Regions from separate parts of the Gossypium arboreum genome. Here region 1 is linked to region 2. Evidence: chromatin contacts called from public Hi-C data. All regions are on one chromosome and are shown on one strand. Each heading gives the region's core, a stretch centred on a gene start, on an enhancer-like site or on the middle of the called end of the contact. The rest is flanking DNA. Distances are from core to core; before and after follow the strand shown. Region 1 holds the start of LOC108459330 (F-box protein SKIP14-like). Region 2 holds the start of LOC108460409.

Region 1 (2,966 bases), core at 102-2,601, 150 kb before region 2:
GCAACCCTTTGCCGTTTGCAAGAAATCAATAGCTCCACATTCAAACAACTTTTATCCTTAAAAGAGTTTTTCACCTTGGAAAAATATAGGGGAGAAAGGTAGGATGGGCAAGGCAAAGAAAACCTAGAAAGGCAGGTAAACAAGATGTGAAGCCTTAAGTGTGTGTGATGAAAGTTTTCTTTTATTAGCCACACATCTCTCCCAAATTCCCTCAAATTGAACCTTTTTCACTTTACTTGTGCCACCCAATATACCAAAACAACCTTTATACACTAACCCCTCTTTTTGCTCATGTAAACATCAAAAATACCATTTCAATAAATCATGATTGATGACCAAAATGGATTTTATATCCCAACGGGATTATGAAAGTAATTAAAAACCAAAAAGAAACCATGTTTCTAACATAAGACTAATTAATGCTTTAGAGATTGTAAAATAAATTCAACCAATCTTAAATTTTATTTTTATTTTTATTTTTGAATTTCGTGAACAGAAAATCAAAAGTGGATTAGATAAAATGTCGATGTCTTTGTGTACCTTTCTCGTTTTCCTTTACCTTTGTTTTTAAAAATTTTCAAATAATTGAAATAGTATTTTTAATTATAATTAAAAAGTTAAACATTATTTATTTACACTAACTATTCATACAATTTTTAAATAATAAATTCTCATAAAACTAAAACTATCGCAATCCCTTTTTTCTTTTCAAACCAACCACGCTTTTTTTAACACTTCAATTTTTTTAAAATTATTTTAATCATTCGTTTATTTTCTTCCTTCTTTTAAAACTTAAATTTTATTTTTTATCAAATCATCCAAAATAAATTAAAATATCAACTTTGTTGATGTAAATATACTGCGTGAATTGTCACACTAACAATTAATTGGGCCTTTTAAAATTCAAAGAATTTAAATAATATAGAAAGTCATTAAAATTATTTATTTTTTGTAAAAATATTAAAATTAATTAATTCTTGATGTGACAATTTATGTCAACAAAGTTAACATCTGTTAACTCTTTTTATCCATTTTGGGCAAATGCAAACCCAATTTTCTTTTTGAGGGTCGAAATTAAATTATAAAATTTTAATAGATTAAAATATAATTTTATTATGTATTAATTTATAATTCTAATGTTTTTAAGACACTAAATAGAATTTTTTTCTTATTTAAGAGATTAAAATATAATTTTATTTTTTATTTTAAGGATCAAACTCAAAGCCGTAAATAAATCATAAATCATTATTTTTTTTTAATTGCAAAAAGGTTTGTGTTACTAATTAATAAAAGCAAAATGAATTGTTAAAATTATAAAAAACTCCAATTCACTAAAAAAAATTATATACACTTTTAAAAAAAAGAATTTGAAAGTCACCACCTAAATAAACTCCTCCAATTGGCCTGGAATCTTGTTTCCCATTCCTTCTTGCTCTCCTTTGTCCCCTATTTTTGGCCAACTCTGTTTATTTTCCTCTGTTCTTTGCCCTTTTAACTTTTCTTCCCCATTCTCTTTCTTTCTGCATTGCTCTTTGCATGAACCAAAAAAATAAAGTTTGGTCAAAAACCTTTTGATTCTTTTATCTCCTCGGTTAGATTCTTTCACATTAAGATATTTTTTCCCTTTCAGGTCCCTTGTCCTTCTTTACTTCTTTGCCATTCTTTCAAAGTTTCAACTTTTGCCTCCAAATTCACAAAACAAGGTAAAAAAAAAAAAATCTTTTTTGAGCTTAATTTGGCTCCTTTCATTTTTTTTTTTTACAAGAAACTCTATAGAATTTCTGGTGTATTTTACTTTTTTTAGGTCTGGTTTGACACCTGAAATAATGGGTTATCTTGTTTTTCCTTGTTTAACTTATATATATATACATATATATAGTTTGGTTTAGAATCATGTTATTTGTTTCAATTGTTGGCTGAGTTCAGGGTTCTTTTTTTTTTTTTTCCTTAGATGTGTTGGTGATTGAAGACAATAAAAAATGGCATTGAAGTGGGATGATATTGGGAACTCGTTGAGTTATTGGAGTTGCAATTGGGATGTGGAAAATGATCATTTTAGTGGAAGTGAATCAAAAGGCTTTTCTGAGGCTGTTAATGATGATATTGTTGATAGACTGCCTGCAGATCCATTTGGGATGGAAATAAGGTCTACTTTTGCTGCAGCAATCACAGGTTGGATTCATGATGTTGAGAATGAATTGGGGTCAGATTTATGTGTGTTTGGCATGCAAGATGGTGATGAAAATAAGATTACTGATCATCACCGTTTGTTGAAGGGTCTAAATTGGGTTTGGAATGGGACCATGAGTTTCCAACAGGAAGAAGGCAATTCAAGTTTTTCTGGATTTGGTTCAGAAGATGATGATAAAAACATTGATGATGATCAATCATCTTTCTTTAAAGGTAATCATCGAGTTCGAAATGGAACCCTGAGTTTCCAACAGGAGGAAGGTACCTTTCAAGTTGATGAAATATCAATCCCAAATGAATTTATTGATGGATTTGGGATTGGTAATGGACTTCCCAATGGAGGTTTTATATTCAATGATGAAGGTAATAGGTTGGAGGGCTGCAATGGAGTTTCTTGTGATGATAGTGAAGGAGATGCTCCAAATAATGCTTTGTTTTTCACCCTTGGTTATCTTGGTGTTAAGGATCTCCTTGTAATGGAAAGGGTCTGTATATCTTTAAGGGATGCTGTTAGAAATGATCCTCTCCTTTGGAGGAACATTCATATTGAAGATTCGTTGAGTAAGAAAATTACCGATGATGCTCTTTTAAAATTAACTAGCAGGGCTCAAGGCACTATTGAATGCTTGAGTCTGGTGGGGTGCAAAATGATCACTGATGACGGTTTGAAACGCGTGCTTGAAAGCAATTCCAAGCTCAGTAAGGTTAGTATTGCAGTGCAAGTTGATGTTATTAAGTCAATATAGTTTAACTTTTTATATACATTAGTCAATTTG
Region 2 (2,975 bases), core at 360-2,859:
GAGACCCAGCCATAAACCAAACAGTATCAAGCTCATTATACTCTCTCTTTATTCCTTCAGCCCTTTCAACAATTTCAGCCTAACTTGCAAACAATAGAACTCGGTCATGAAATTGAAGGAACTATAAAACAGTAAATCAGATATTGAAAAATAACAAGGGTAAGGGGATAAAAAGACAATGTGTTTTTGCAGCTACCTTAGTGGGGCTACCCGTTAGGTAAGCCAATTCATCATCTGACCATAGAAGTGGAGATTCCACAGCCAGCTGGCCCCTTCCACGTTGGCGATCAAGCTCTCTAATATATGGATACCAGAATGATTTCTTTCCTTGCTTCTTCTCATACATTAAGTACAAAGCTAAGCATGCCAATTCTGACAACTTGTTTGTTGTCAAAAGTTCCGCTGTATAAATTAGAAAAGGTCAGGGTAATTACACAACTAAATTAAGTGCAAAAAAGACAAAAAAAATTCTGAACATAGATGCTCCATTAAGTGCTGCAAAGAAATGGAATCCTACTCTACATTGCTTATCTCCTCCTCTAATCAGTCAACATTTACCACAACGCTATAGAAGTGTAGGTGGACAAACAAATCTCTACAATATCTAGATTTGCAAGTTAGAAATATACACGGCAGACTAGGAACAAAAATGCAGAGAAACAGCTGTAACTACGGTCTAAACTACTATTTAAGTCCGTAATACCCTTTGCCAATTCGAAGAAAATTACCAAGATATTTCATGTATACACAAAAACTCCTCATATAAATCAAGTTTCGGGTATTGAAAGGAATATCCATTGCTATATGAAATCTTCAACATCTTATATAATGCACCTTACCAACAGTCTCGTTTCCCAGCACTCTCTCAAGCGTTACAACCAATGAATTCGGCACCGAAAAAGCCTCGTCACCCGCCTACATAACCAAGAACAAAGAACCCAAAAAAAAAATGGCAATTTTGACAGGATCCCAGAACAGAATACGCCAAACAGAACCAAATAATTTAAGCCATTTTAATTACCCGAAGATCCTCACAGGCAGCGACGTAATGTATAGGTCTATGCTTCTCATCATAAGAAGGCCTCTCTTTGAGAACAACTTTACAGGGTGGCAAGCCATTTTTGTGCATCCAAGATTTCAAGTCCCCAAATTCAGCATCTTTCTTGCTGCTAACTTCTTTTCCGGAACCAGTCACAAGGGTATCAGAAGTTGAGGCCAGACAAAGATTGTTCCTTTTTCTAGAAAAGAATCTGGGGTTAGGGTTCTTGGAGGATGGAAGTGAAAGGTGAGGCAAAGCAGACAAATTGAATTTGTTATGCAAACAAGTGAGCTCCATTAAGGAAGCTGCTTGAAAGAAACTGGAGAAGCGAGAAGAAGGCTGAGGTTTGTAACTTTTCTTGAAGATATTATTTTTGGGGAAGGGAAGGGATAAGAGAAGAAGAGTGGGGTCTCGACTGGGGTATACTTGGATTGTATTGGCTTAGGGGCAAACAAAAATCAGGGTGTTTTTATGTGAATTACGAAGAAACTGTGGTATTTTGATCTTGATTTCTACCGATTTCTTAGAGTTGAAAGTTGGTAGCCTCTTTATGCATTTCCTAAGCATGATATTTCCTTTAAACCTATTTTTTCTCTAAATTATTGTAGAATTACTGTAACAACAATGTCAAACTTGTCGATATATTTCTTTTTTATATATGGTTAAGCATCTTTTATTTCCTGTTAGTTTTGAGAATTTGAATTAATCCTTCTTATGATCTTAGTTTACAGCAAGTAGCATACACTATAATTATTTAACCACAAGCATCAACTCAAATCACAAATGCTAATTAGATTTTCGTGAGAAAACTTTTTATCAATAATAAAGCCTCAAGCGTGTTTGTATGAACTGTTGGAATTACTTCAACTTTGGAGACCCTACTCTTTGTAGGTGATTTCTAGTATTCAAACCATTTTCACATCAACAGAGCTGCCTCTTCCTCAGGTTCCTTGTTTTTGTTCTTGTTCTGTTCTTTCCCACTAGCATGAAATTTGTAATTCACTTACTATGAAAATGCTTCATCCTCAGCCTCAGCCTCCGTGAATCGGGAGGTTGTTCAAACTGTTCCATTGCTACACTTAACTATCTAAACTAGTCTCAACTTCAATTATTAGAAAAATGAGAAAAATACAGCAAGGGCAAGAAGTAGTTATATGGAAATCAATTGAATCTATTCAAGTAATGTGCAAAAGCTAGTCTTCCATCACTCTGTTCAATAATATCTCTTGCAAGAGCAAACACATCCCATAGATTAAGTGAACAAAACTACTTCAGAAAATTTGCCACCTCTTTTAACAACTCAGAGCCATTTGAACATATATTGGTATGTCTAGCATCTTTCTAGTTGTCATTTACCGCTCTCAAATATTAAACCTCTGAGGAACACTGTCAAAGTCATCAAAGTCGAACCTTTGTCGCTCTCTCCCAGCCTGGACACAGAAAGGTATTGTATAGTTACAAATCAATGGTTCTTAAACATATTAACTAAAACAATTTGATGAATGGAAATGGCAGGCTCACTTTTCCTAGATACAATGGATCACATGAAATGAGTTCATCCATGGCAGTCAGCTTCTTTGAGAGGGTCATCAACCTGTAATGGAACACCAGAAAAAAGGGGGAGAAAATCATTTGATAAAGCTTTGTTTATAATTGAAAGTGCCAAACAAATAATCACCAGTGCCCACTAAATATCTATATGATCAATAACATTATGCGTTGCAACTCTTTCTAATGAACCATTGCTCACCCACTCTGGATTTTTGTTATTGTTAGGACATTTTGTTAATTCCCTGAGTAGGTATCACTTGAATCAAGAACTCAAATCCTATCAGGATTTTTGTATTGTAGATTGTTATAAATTATACTAAATGCCAATCTTGAAAAAGTACTATTTCTAAACAAGTATGTTCATAGGCAATAGAAAATTATCTAT

The links. Hi-C and Micro-C count contacts between places; a contact is called where the count stands out from the background.
Region 1: a contact with region 2 is called in a Hi-C map of leaf, with 5 times the contacts expected there. The contact joins the promoter of LOC108459330 here to the promoter of LOC108460409 in region 2. A contact is called at or near these places in 2 of 5 Hi-C or Micro-C datasets (both in leaf).

The regions. Positions count from the first base shown.
Region 1 is chr4:24,899,418-24,902,383 of ASM2569848v2, reverse strand. It overlaps LOC108459330 (F-box protein SKIP14-like), which reads left to right and starts at 1,351. Exons shown (of 3, transcript XM_017758684.2): 1 at 1,351-1,703; 2 at 1,952-2,894. The coding sequence starts at 1,980.
Region 2 is chr4:24,748,584-24,751,558 of ASM2569848v2, reverse strand. It overlaps LOC108460409, which reads right to left and starts at 1,609. Exons shown (of 12, transcript XM_017759895.2): 1 at 1,022-1,609; 2 at 840-915; 3 at 197-402; 4 at 1-79. The coding sequence starts at 1,336. It overlaps LOC108460410 (COP9 signalosome complex subunit 3), which reads right to left. Exons shown (of 11, transcript XM_017759896.2): 10 at 2,561-2,633; 11 at 2,190-2,469. The coding sequence ends at 2,401.